Regions from separate parts of the Gossypium hirsutum genome. Here regions 1 and 3 are each linked to region 2. A link is a contact called in public Hi-C data. All regions are on one chromosome and are shown on one strand. The core of a region is the stretch at or near the end of the contact, and the rest is flanking DNA. Distances in the headings are between cores, read along the strand shown.

Region 1 (4,638 bases), core at 1,341-3,840, 140 kb after region 2:
CTAAAAAATATGCTCACATCTTACAAGAAAGCATGGTAAACTATTCTACAACCGCAATCTTACCTGCCATGTTCACAAAGAAAACTATCGGGTCCAACAATCCACTTTAGACAGATTCTACATGCCAAATGAAACAGACCACTTGGCGGATACAAATATAAGGGTCTGCCAATACAAAATTCACCAAGAGAATCCATTGATTGGTGGGTTCTGCACATCGAACATTCCAAGGCATATAGATTAGTAGCTTACACTTCGCCAAAAGATGAATCTTCAACCAAGTCTTTACAAACTTTCCTGGTTAGCCAAACAATTTGCCAATCATAGCACGACAACTGGTACAAACTTAACCTAGAGGAAAAGGTGTAAATCAACCTTCCTTGGCTTATACTTAGCCAACAATCCACCCACACAAACCAACAATTGGGACTACGTCTGCCGGGATGTTACATGATATACTGTTTTGGTGACGTCATGACGTGGATGAGATGACATCACGACATCGACCTTGAACTTCTAAAACTTTGCAATTTGGTCTTGTTTCATGCTTGGATTGGCAAAAGAGCTTTCATAAGCTTGTACAAAATATGTGTAGCATACATTTAAATTTTAGCCTCAAAGTGCCACATTAACCATGTTTTGTAGAACGTCCCGTGAAGGTCAACTAATCAAATGGGGCTCATTTAATCCACTTGAAATGGCCTAATTTGTGGAACATATGGAGAAGTCCATCTACTTGAAGCCTTGGTGGCCTAATGAAACACGTTAATAAAATTAGAGTTACCAAGGTAATTAATGTAAATCCTAAGGGATAAAGTTGTATAGAGTTTAAATCCCTTAGGACTTTTATCTTGTAGAAAGACACAAACCTCAATTGTTGGATATGGGGGAGCTCAACTATAAATAGAGGTTTTTTCCCCTTATTTGTAATCACTCAGTTGTAAACCTTCAAAGTAATAAAATACTTTTGAGAGCATTTACTCAAACACTTGGTATGCACTATTTTTCTTATGGTTTTTCTGTTCATTCGCGGCTTCTTTGTCTTTTGAGTTTGCTTATGCTTTGCTTCGGTGTCTTAGAAAATTTCTACAATAATTATCAGTTTTTGAGTGTTAGATTAACTTAGGTGAATTTTAACCTAAAAGATTGCCAAAAGCCATGCGGTTTGCCAAACTAAAATTCTAGCCCCATGACAGTTGCATGAGCTTGGAGTATTTATAATAGTTGTAAATAGTGTCAAGATTATGGGGAAAATGTTTATCCTAGACATGTATGTTGAGGTATTGATGGTTATTCTTAAATAAGGATGGTAACGGAGTGGGACAATTTTCCCCAACTTTGACTTAATATACTCTTAGTTTATTCTGACTGGGTCTAGAAAAAAATAATAATTTATTCGCTTCAAACTTGCCCTAAAAAATTAAAAGCATACCCGAATTTGAATCAACTTTATATATCAAAATTTTCAATTAAAAATAAATAAAATAATAAACTTTCCATCAATGAATGAAAAGAAAAATAGTAAATTTTTGCAAAAAATATATTTTTTATAAACTACAATTGTACTCATTCATTTGATGGTTGATTATAGTCCTATTTGAGCCACAGGTAAAGCCCTCTCAATAAAGTCGACTTCAAGACTTTAACTTGATTCAAATATCTGAAGAAAAAGTTCACGTCCTCTTCTTCCATAAAAATAAATTAGCAATATTGTAACAATGGATTTTTTTGGTTGAACCCACTAAAATGGTTCAGATTTCATTTTATGGTCATTCAATACGGAATGAATTTAAAAACCATGTCCTAGAGAAGTAAAATAAAGGGGGTGGGAAATGAGATGAAAGAGAAAAAGAGGGGAACTTTTGGGTGGAATTAGAGTAGATAGAAAAGACGCAAGTAAGGGCTAAGGAGAGTTTTAAAAGAAAGCCTAAAAACGATATATACGGAAAATATCTTGATACCGAAGTCCATTACTCTTCAACCAGTTCTAATCTAATTAATTTTAAAATTAAATTTGTTCCGATCTGGTATTTAAAAAAGAAATCTAACCGATCAGACCACTTTGGCCATCTTTATTCTTAATAAATCACATACAATGAAATAAAAACGCAATAGCAATTAGAATATGAGTCAAATCCACCCGTTATGGTGAAAATGTTGTATTAGTTAATATGCCAAATTTGGTGCTAATTTAAATGTTTATTATATTAAGTTTAGTTGGAAATGGAAATATGTATATATAGTACTCTGCCTACCATTCTCCAACTTGATGCTTTGTAGACCTGAGATCGATTATTAATTTGTTCAAGTTCCCTTACCTACCCGCCATCCCAATCCAAACCAATGATGCATGTGAACCAGTTAAGATGAAATACAACTTGTTTGCCTCAGGTCGCCCTCTTGATTTCGCTTCTATTATTGTTTTTTATTAATCAGTAAGGTGAATAAAAAAACAAAAATATGAAAATTTGAGGTTGGGAGGAAGTTTTCAATTCATTTTGGAGACAAAAAAATTTGGTGGTTGTTTACACAAGTGTGCAAGCCATTTGCATGGTTCGGAGGACAAATTTGACTATATGTCTTAAGATTGTTGACGTGAAAGTATGATGATGTCCTAGGATGAGATATGTTAAGGTGACTAACATTTAATTATTCTGAATTTTCACATGATCTTCATATAGCCTTAGCGTTAATAGAGATGCATAATTTGTCAAATTGAGGTTTACGGAACTAATCATATCAGAGATGCAAAATTTCTGCAAGTATTCTTAGAATAAACTTAAGTGATTTTGAGTGAATTCTATATTTTAAAATTTAAATGAATAAGACTTTTTTAGTGAATTTAAAATGAATTTAGAATGATAAAAAAAACAAATAAATGAAACAGTACTTATGTGTCACTATAAATCTACTGTGAAAATTTTCCATTGAGAGTGTACCTTTTTTAGAAAAATAGTGGGTATAGAAGAAAAACTATATGATAATGGTAGTTTTAGAGTGAGTTAAATGATAATGGATAGTTTTAGAAGACTAGATTAGTTTTTTCGAGAAATAAATTATCTTTTTAAAATTGTTACATAAAAAATTTAATTTGTGTTGTTATCCCGATGCTATATTCTTTAAAATTTTAATCAACAAGGAATTTTAATTTTTTATTGACTTGTAAAAATTATAGAAAGACAAAAACATTTTTAAAATAATAAAACGTGATTTATAAAAGGAATGATTTTTTTAATTAATTTAACAACTGCGTTTGTGTTTGGTTGATTTATGACACTAATCTATATAAAGTACACATATTGGTGTAGCTACAGAAAAATAAAGACTTTAACTCCTTAATTAAATAAAAGAATACATTTCTAACCCTTAAACAATCAAGAATTTAATTTACCAAATTTTTTTTACTTTCTCCTAAATAAAATTCATGGGTTCTCTCTCTATATAGAATGAGACTTAGGAGAGGATACAATAAAATATGTAATTTGCATAAGCCATTCATACGAAAATGGACATTAAAACTAAATATATTATGTTATAGGCAAACAAAATTCAAAAAACTTATATATATTGACTTGTTTTTTCATCTCTCAGTTTTTTTTTTTCATTCTCCTTCATTCTGTATTTTCTTTACATCTTTTATTTCTTAAGATTATATTGTATAATAAATTGAAAAGACTGATAGTCAACTTATAATATGAAAATAAAATCAATGGTATTATATAAAAAATTTAAACCGGCAACATGTTCATTTTTTGGCCAAATTGTTACAATTGAAGGTAGCATTTGGCCGCATCATCCATGGAACATCTCAATGGTTAAAGCAGGACAAAATCATTTCATTTTAGAAGAAAATCGACCAAACAAATTGTAGCTTTCTTCCTTAGAAGCATCCCTATATATATAAATGCACAAAGGATTGAGGTACATGCCAATTATATAATATATATTAGGGTAAACTACATTCAAGATTACTAAACTATTAGTAAGTTTATATTTTTGATTACTCAACTTTAAAAAGTTACAAAAATAATCATTTAATTATTTAAAAAAATTTATTTAAGTCACCAAGTTGTTAAAATCACTATTGTACAACTTTCTTTGTTTCTACTGCGTGCATCAATTGAAAGTTCTCATTCTCTTTTTCTTTTACAGTTCAATTTTTTTATGAAATAGTTTTGAATGTCATGAATTTGTGAGACAAAATTCATACAGCTTTCTTCTCTAATCTCCAACACGGATTTGATCGACTTGGATTTAAAGTATGTTCTTCTACCCATCGATTGGTACTCATCGTTAGCCAAATTAGAAAAAAATAACAATATAATGACTTAAATAAATAAAATTCAAATAATTTAGTAACTATTTTTATAGCTTTTTAAAAATAAGTTATCAAAATGTTTACTAACCTTGAATGTATAATAAGAAGTATTAAATTTACATATACATATCAAACTAAATCGTTGGCAAAGAACACATGTGATTAGTTAATATCACATATACGAAAGTGAGATGTAATTCAATCATTTGCGTGTCAAGTAAATTTAAGGTTTAATCTAATTAATTCATGAATTTTTAAAGAGAGATGTTTGAAGGCGCGAAGGGAGACAGAAAAAGTAAACAAGTGCAACCATCTAGAAT
Region 2 (4,319 bases), core at 1,300-3,799:
AACTTCCTCCACAGAGAGATGCTCAGCTATTACCTGTCAATACAAGATTTCCAGATAAGCAAAATTGGGGAAAAAAGGTTAACAAGCAATGAGTGGAAACTTTATTTAGGTTCTATTGCCCAACAAAAAAGCCAGAAGCATTACCTTGAGAGCTCTTTTCTTGAGCTTGTTCATTACAGAGAACTGCTTGAGCCTTGCCTTCACGGTCTCACCCAAGGAAACATTTGGAGCCTTCTTTGCATTTTGCAACCAAGGATGATCTGAAGCAAGAAACAATTTGATTTAGGATTCACACATAAAGCAAAACAATTTTGCTAATAAACTTTTACTGGAAACTACTAAAAATTTCAACAGAAAACCTATATCATTAGAACTAAAACCTACCTAGTACTTCCTGAGCTGTAAGTCGTTGCTTAGGATCAGGATTGAGCATCTTCCTCACAAGGTCTTTTGCATTATCAGAAACTTTAGGCCAAGGATCCCTCTTAAAATCTATAACAGAGCGAAAAATTGCTTGCGCAACTCCTTGTTCCGTTTCTGCATAGAAAGAAGGAAAGTTAGAGAGGAAAAAGAGATGGAATAAAAATGTAAGATGGAAACAAACAAAAATATATAAGGAAGGCATATCAAATTCCATCAGTATTTATCACATATGGTGGAAATAGGACTATTTGCAAAAGTGAAGGAAAAATTGTGTAAAAAATGAATTCATTTGGGAAGGGGTGGAGCATTGCAGTTCTTAATTACAGTTCTCATTACTCGAACAGCGATTCTTTAACTATAAATCAATACGAACCTGCCCAGAAAGGTGGGACACCACAAAGTAAGATGTAAAGGATAACACCGGCACTCCAAACATCAACTTCAGGTCCATAATTTCTTTTCAGCACCTCAGGAGCCATGTAGTAGGGGCTTCCAACTATCTCGGTAAATATTTCACCTGCAAGGGGAAATATTCAAATTTCAATAGATCAACATAGAAGGATGAAACTAATAGGTGAAAACTTAAACCAAAGGGAAAAAAAGTTTTTGATATCATGTTTGTAAAATGGCATTACCTGGTTTAAAGAACACTGATAAACCAAAGTCAATCGACTTCAATGCCGCTGTCTCTTTTTTATTTGCAAACAGAAAGTTCTCAGGTTTGAGATCTCTGTGCATCACACCATGCTTGTGGCACATCTGCAACAACAAAAATGCACAAATATTAACTTAAGATCATAATTTAAGGCATAGTGAAACAAAGTACACATACTAGGAGAATATGGAGAATCTAAACAGAACTGAATACCCTAAACTTTAGGTCCAAGCAAGCATTTGAAACCCAAAATTTTGTGTAGCATTTCAGTTTAATCACTTCAAGCAACTAGTTTAGCAAGTCATTTGAAACCCTAAACTTGTACATTCATGAGATAAGAAGAGAAGATTCAAGATCAACCAAAAGGTATAGGAATAAACACAAAAATAAGGGAAAGAAAATACCTGAACAACTTCAACAATGGTCTTGGTGACAGCTGCAGCAGCTCTCTCAGTGTAATGACCTCTTGCAACAATCCTATCAAACAACTCACCACCTTCACACAACTCCATAACCAAATGGACTGAATTGTCATCCTCGTAAGTATCCTTCAAGGTAACAATATTTGGGTGGTGAGGCAAATGCTTCATGATTTCAACTTCCCTTCTTACGTCCTCAATGTCAACGTCAGTCCTTAGCTTCTTCTTTGATATTGATTTGCATGCAAAAGTATCCCCCGTTTCTTTGTCTGTACAAAGATATGTGATCCCAAATTCACCACGCCCAAGCTCACACCCAAGTTCATATCTTGGCTCAATCTCTCTCCCAGTTGGATCATTTAGAACCGTGAGCTTATGGCCTCTGTTGCCATGGTCATGTTGACCATAATCAAGAGAAAATGGATTTTGCTTCTTTTTTCCTTTCTTCTCCTTCTTCTCATGAGAAGCTGTTGTTGATGGAGTAGCACAACAATTTCCCATGAAATAACCCAATAACTTAATGTAAGATCTTTTCTGGTTTTTCTTGTTGTTGCTGAAATTGGTTTTTGAATTTAAACCCAAAGCAGCCAAAAAGAAAATCAAAAGATGAACTTTTAGACCAAAAAAAGGAGGAAAAAGAAGGCTCTGCTTTCAAAGATCCAGGCTTTGAGATCTAACAACTCTTGTTTTTTTCAAATAGACAAAAAAAAGAAGCTCTCCAAGAAAGAGATAGAAACCTTGCTTCTGGATTTTCAAGAAAATTGAATTGAGGAACCAAATGGAGAAAAAAGAAGAAATAAATAAATAAAATTTGGGTAAAATTTTTTATGGGAAATTAAGCAACGAACTGAAGGAAAAATTGAGGAGTGAAAAATATAAACATAAAGAAGGATTTTCTTTTAAACATATATACATATATATATTCAAAACCGTAGAAGAAGAAGAAAGAGTCACCAACCAACCTCACCATGGGATTTGGAAGAGAGAGAAGAGGTTCAAAGTTGTTCTATTTCTCAGATACTTCCTTCAGAATCCTCTCTTTGTTCAATGTTTTTTTTCTCAACGAAAAGTCAAAACTACCCTTACTCCCTTCAACAAATCTTTCAACTCTAGTTAAGCAAAGTCGTTTGATATTAATAATATTTACCTAATATTAAACTTCAAATTTACCTTTTAAAGATCCTTAACAAAATCCGAAACAGATTTCTGGAGACCAAAGTCAAGCTTTGTGTAGATTTTTGTTTATCTTATAATAACAGGAAAAAAAAAACAAATTATGCAAAAGTTAAAATATCTCATAACAACTTATAATCTTTAAAAATTTAAAATTTAATTAATGAATTTTCATTTTCAAGAGTCTAATCTCTTTATTTTTCAAATCTCAAAATTTAGGTTTAATAAATTTAACAATGTTAACATTTGAATCTGAATTTTAAAATTTTAAAAGTATAAAGATTTATATAGCATATTGTAACCTATGCAAAACTACTTGTACATGTATTTCTTTTGTTAAGTTATGGTCCAATTCTCCATTATTATTATTTTTTTTTACATTTAGAATTGGAACAATATAAATTTTGGCTCTTGAACTCATCAAATAGGTCCACTTTCATACCTGTACTTTTTTTGCTCACTTTGATACATAAACTTGGCAACTAAATCATTTTGATCTCTAAACTTAGATTTTTTTTCAAGATTTAATAATGTAACTAGATTGGATTGAGATCCAAAAATTTTAATGCTACATCAAATATTGTTCTAAGAACCGTGTTTAGTGATTTTCCAGAAAATTCATAAATGAGTAACACAAATTGGATTCATAAGGAAAAAAATTGATATTGAAGATGGAAATCTATGTGGATAATTGTGGGTGTGAAAAATGTGGAAATAGGAGCAAATTGTAAATTTTGAAAAAGTTTGAGGACTAAAATATAATTCAACCAAAAGAGAAAATGTGAACTATTCCTTCTTATTTGACATGGGAATAACTAGGAATGTGTATACTTACATGATGGAGATCACTTTTGGATTAATTTGAGAAAGATTTGAAAGTATATAGGCTAAATTATAAATTTTCTATTGTATCAAGAGAAGGTTAAAAGTGTACTTTTTGTCATCCAAAGAAGAATTAAATGTGAACTATAAGATTTGAATTTGATAAGTTTTTATTATTGTGAAGAAATTGTGCTAAGAGGCAAAACGATAATTTTTTCACTCAGGGACATTCTTATCTTTTCATTAGCTTTTGTAGATTTGCCCCTAGCTAAATTTAATAAGTTTGAAAGCTTCAAACTTGCCACATGTATGGCCAGCCATGGGGGGGAGTGAATGGCTGCTGATTTTTACTATTTTTAACAGCCTATCCAACCTATAAATATCCCCTTGGCTGTTCATTTAAAACACATCTTTCACATATTCATTATTCACACTTCTCTCTCACTTTCTCTCTTCGAAACCCTTCCTTTGTTCTCCATTTTCCCCTTTCATTCCCTTTCTTATTTCTCCTTTTGGAAAAGAGCCCTTCAACCACCATTGGTAGCAGCATTCAAGTGCTTATATAAGCCTTGGTTCAATAAGAACAAGCGGAGACGGAAGAGCAGAGCAAACTAGTCAAGCTTTGGAGAAACACCGAATTTGATTCTAATTCCCTACCATTTAATTTTTATTGTTGTTTTTATGAATACATTAAGTTAATCTTGAATTATCGTTGTAAGGTAACTAATGAATTAATTATTAAATCGTGTTGAAATTGTAATTAATGGACAAAATACTTAATCAGTGCATGTTTAATCATCTAAGGTAGCTGAGGGTTAAATTAGAGA
Region 3 (4,617 bases), core at 617-3,116, 230 kb before region 2:
ATATACCGATTACCGTTTTAAAATATATGAAATTTTCATTGCTACATTTTTTTTGGTATGTGTAGAGATTCACTGCAACTTAGACTGTAGGAAATAGTCATTTTTCTTCTCAAAAAGATCACTTCAACCTATCCTAGAATCCAAACTTGAGAAATCTAAGTTGAAGTTTCAAATTTGGTTACTTTGAAAAAAACAACATATCAACATATCCGTTAAATGTGCTTGTTGATTTTTGTGAGGGAGAAACACTGGACTACCTTGGCATCCCGGGTCTACACTTAGCTGGAGGGCAAGGAGTGATTATCATTGCTATCTGCCAGGCCCTCTTGATGGTAGTATCTTTTTAGCAATCTCATTGTTCTGATCCCTTTCCTTCATAAATATCATTTATGCAATAGTTGGGAAAAGAGAGACTGTTAAGGATTGTGCAATTTTATTTTTATTTTCATTTACACTTAAGGTGTGCTTGGTTGGGTGGAAATGTCGAAAGAAAACAAATTTTGAGTGTGTTTAGTTGGAAAGAAAGGTGAGAAAAAGGAAATAGGAGAGATGATTATTTTTCATTCTAATGTATAAAAACCAATTCTTTCTAATGTATAAAAACCAATTCTTTCATATTGGAATGATGAGAGGAGAGAAAATAAGAGAGAGATGTGAATGTTAGTTTAAACTTATGCATTTTTTAAATGTTTTATTTTTTTCCATTTCATTTTTCAAGTCTACTAAGCAAATGACGGAAGGAAAATTACTTTGTTGATTCTATTTTTTCATCTTTCCTACCAAGTACATCTATGGAAAGAAAAATTATATTTTTGATCTTTTTATTTTCCTACCCTTCAATTTTTTATCTTTCTAATTTTTTTTCCGCTCTACCAAGCAAAGATTTAATGTTTCAATAATTGGAGGTTTTGTTGGTTACTATTTGATTGCAATATAGGTTGGACCAGAGTATGCAAGATATTGCGGGATAGAGGCATTGGAGCCTCTGGGGATTTACTTGCCAGGCGATATTAATTACCCGGGAGGAGTTTTATTTGACCCATTGAAGCTGTCAAAAGACCCAGTAGCTTTTGAGGAGCTGAAGGTGAAGGAGATTAAAAATGGGAGGCTAGCCATGGTTGCTTGGTTAGGCTTTTATTTCCAAGCAGCTTTGACAGGTAAAGGTCCAGTTCAGAACCTAGTTGAGCACCTCTCTGATCCATTTCATAATAACCTATTTTCCCTTCTTAATTCCATGTCAAATACATAATTCTCAATACAGAATCATAGATATAAATACTTTGTAAACCACTTTTTAGTTTTATCTTACTATATATGTATGTAAATGACTATTACTTTCTTTCTAAATTTGACATGGTTTTGTATCTAGGGATGGTAGAGATGGGATTTTTTTATTTATTGTTTTAATAAGTTACAAATGCAATTATAATAGTCTACCCAAACGTGGACAGTTATAATCAATTATTAAAATGAACTAACTGATTAATAATCAAAATATATTTGAAAATAAAAATTAACAAATAAAAAAAATTGAAAAGAATTTATTACATGATAAGATTTGAATTTCAAAATTTTAAAGTTTTTGTGTATTTTTCCTATTAAACTAAGGTATTATTGGCAATGTCAATGATTTTTAATCACAAGCATTTGAATTAATTTAAAATTATTATTCGAATAATTAAAATTAAATTTTAATTTCACCTAACTTTTTAAGTTTATTTTTTGAATGAATATAGTTGGAATGAATATAGTTGGATTTATTGGAAAACAAAGCCCAAAACAAAATAATCCAAAATACATAGAAAGGCCGAAAGATTCGACCCAGACCCAGTAAAATCATTACCTGAGGCAACATAAGTTAAATCCCATTAACCTACAAACTCTTCATTTTCCCGAAATCCCCTTTCCTCTTCATTTTCCCGAAAACCTACAACTTCAGCAAAAACAGAACTAGAACGACTCCCATTACAAGATAGCCCACTCCTTGGATGGTCTCTTTCCACCATCTCCACTGCGTAATCAGGTACTCTTCCATTTTCGTTTCTACGTTCTCCATTTCTTAAACCTTTTGCCAACAGATTTGCCACTTCATTTTTCATTTCTTTGCCATATAGAAACTTGCATATCTAGAAATCCTGACTTAACTGTAAACAGTCTTTAATGATAGCACCGATCTCCAATTTATCTTCCTCTTTCATTTGTAGTTTTTTTTTTATTACTGATAGAGCATCCCCCTTTACCTCTATAGCCATAACCCCCAAATCCATCCCCATTTGAAGCCTTTGAACACATGCAATAGCCTCTGGAACAAAAATCGAAGGAGAACCCACATTTTAATAACCCTAGACCCCTTTGAATCCCGTACAACGATCCCAAAGCAAGACCTATGTTCCTCCTTATTGTTGCGATATCAAAGTTGATTTTCACAAAGGGAATCTCTGGTGGTTTCCACCTCCCTACCTCCCTCGGTTTGACAAGTAAGTATATCTTCAGCCCGTCCAATTCACTCAAATAGTTTCTTACAAAATCTGCTGTTTCTAATGCCGTTATTTTTTTTTCTCTTATGCACCCATCTGTTTCTTGTTGGTCATATCGCCCACAATCCGAAAACAAAAATACGACACTGATTCAAGGAATTATTTTCAAACAACCAGGTAATCCAACTCAAAAAATCCTTAGAGAAATCCTTTTGTCGCCCATATACTCTTCCAAGTAAAAGAAGGTAGATTCCTCAACCTTGCTTTTAAGAAGTACGTCGTTGGATGGTATTTAGGTTTTAACGTACAAGCAAGTAAAGAATTTGGAAACGTAACTAACCTCCAACCTTGTTTTGCAAGGAACAATAAATTACATTGACGTAATGCCAAAAATAGCCCCTAATGTTTGGCTGTTTGGTCACTTTGGCCTTTTATTTTTTTTGGAGCATTTTTAACACTTAGGCTCCGTTTGGTAATTTGTAAAAGCTTTTCCGTAAAAGCTTTTCAGGTTTTTCTGGTGTTTGGTTGGGTGAAAATAATTTCCTACGGTAAAATATTTTACATAAGTTGGGAGAATGGGGTCTTTTTTTAGGAAAATGTCTTACCCTTTTGAATTTGGTAAGACATTTTCCGGAAAAACACAGCTTCTTCTCCCCTTTCCCCTTTCCCTATTTTAAATCCTCATCTCGAAGTTTCTGCCATGAAAGCTGCTTCCTTCAACACTCCCCATTTTCCGTCCATCATCAGAGGAAGATGGTCGCGAAAGGTGCTTCATTTTCCATACTTTTAGCAGCACTGGCTGGCTCGTGTAAGTTCCTTTTTTTTTCTTTTTCTGGTATGACTAAAGGTCTTTTATTTTGGAATTTTGCTCATAGAAAAGTAAATTCTGGCATTATTTAGCAGACACGGTTCAGTGATTGAGCGTTTTCAGAGAAGAGAGGGGTCGAAGGTGAGGTATAAGGACATGGCAAATAAGAGGGAAGAGAATCAAAGGAGGTGGAAGTGTGGATGGGATAGGGAAAGATTAGAACTTGATAGGAAATTGAAGGAACAGTTGAATAGAAACAAGTTTGATAAATCGAGTTCGATGATAAATCACGGTGATGTTTTGAAAGCTCTGTCTCGGGCTTTGAATAAAACAGAGTATTTGGATATTGCTGATAAGATGTTAATGGAGAACCCAGAGTTGGCTTTGATGGGTTCTTGTGTGCTTGTCATGTTGATGAAAGGTGAGGATGTGTATGTGATGAATGTTGGTGATAGTAGGGCGGTTTTGGCGCAAAAGGCGGAGCCCGATTACTGGTTGGGGAAGGTTAAACAGGATTTGGAGAGGATTAATGAGGAAACACTGCATGATCTTGAAGGTTTTGATGTAGATAAATTTAGTTCAATTCCTGATTTAACTGCTTTTCAGCTTAGTGTGGATCATAGCACCAATGAAAAGAGGTAAAAATCCCATACACGAATCTTTTATTACAAAATGAAATGATATCTATACCCTCTTTTGATCATTGATGGATTGAGATTGATGTCTTGTTTCATTTCAGGAAGTTCAAAGAATAAAAAACGAACATCCAGATGATCCTTGCGCTGTGATGAACGACCGAGTTAAAGGTTCTTTGAAGGTTAGTCTAGCTTTTGGGGCTGGTTTTCTAACTTCTTAAACTACTTTATAGATGAATATGCTCATTCTAGTTGGTGTTTGAGACATGAAATTTTAGGAAAAACACTATCAATTGTTTTGACAACATAAAGAGTTCGCCTCTTTAAAATGAATGTTGTCCATAATTTGCGGAAGTTATAGTTGATTCTTGGAGTATCATTCTGAGAACCATAGAACTACGATCATATGAAATAGTAGTTATAGTTATAGTCATAGTTAAAGGTGTCTGTCCGAAGAATGTGGCTTTTCAGAAGAGAAGAGCCAAATGACATTCTGCAACGAGATGATTAGTATACACAGAAATAGATCTTGTCTTCCTTTTCAGTGAAAGTTTGACTGAGGGTCATGATCATTTGCTTGATAAAGAGAGATCTTATAGTTGGTTTAAATGTAGAGTAATTTTTGGTGTGTATTTACATTGGCTTTAGGAATTTGTTTCCATTATAAATTTCTGTATTTGACCCTTATGTCTCTTTG

The links. A called contact is a pair of places that touch in the nucleus more often than the background predicts.
Region 1: a Hi-C map of anther shows a contact between it and region 2, with 4 times the contacts expected there. The contact joins the enhancer-like site here to the promoter of LOC121213785 in region 2. A contact is called at or near these places in 2 of 34 Hi-C or Micro-C datasets (anther and leaf).
Region 3: a contact with region 2 is called in a Hi-C map of leaf, with 8 times the contacts expected there. The contact joins the promoter of LOC107951819 here to the promoter of LOC121213785 in region 2. A contact is called at or near these places in 14 of 34 Hi-C or Micro-C datasets (anther, callus, hypocotyl and 2 more).

Annotation. Positions count from the first base shown.
Region 1 is chrA02:72,535,078-72,539,715 of Gossypium_hirsutum_v2.1, reverse strand. No RefSeq gene overlaps it. Among protein-coding and RNA genes, the nearest start is that of LOC107939239, 50 kb to the right of the region's middle. Within about 2 kb of position 2,590, at least 1 of the 9 cell types and tissues checked has an H3K27ac peak or open chromatin away from gene starts, as enhancers often do.
Region 2 is chrA02:72,671,746-72,676,064 of Gossypium_hirsutum_v2.1, reverse strand. It overlaps LOC121213785 (calcium-dependent protein kinase 32), which reads right to left and starts at 2,549. Exons shown (of 8, transcript XM_041086883.1): 1 at 1,483-2,549; 2 at 1,059-1,182; 3 at 797-940; 4 at 385-537; 5 at 145-260; 6 at 1-33. The coding sequence starts at 1,998.
Region 3 is chrA02:72,902,703-72,907,319 of Gossypium_hirsutum_v2.1, reverse strand. It overlaps LOC107951819 (probable protein phosphatase 2C 4), which reads left to right and starts at 1,866. Exons shown (of 6, transcript XM_041087185.1): 1 at 1,866-2,023; 2 at 2,249-2,654; 3 at 3,185-3,285; 4 at 3,381-3,923; 5 at 4,025-4,102. The coding sequence starts at 3,442. The coding sequence ends at 4,040. It overlaps LOC107952373 (chlorophyll a-b binding protein 7, chloroplastic), which reads left to right. Exons shown (of 9, transcript XM_041087136.1): 8 at 240-332; 9 at 938-1,364. The coding sequence ends at 1,249.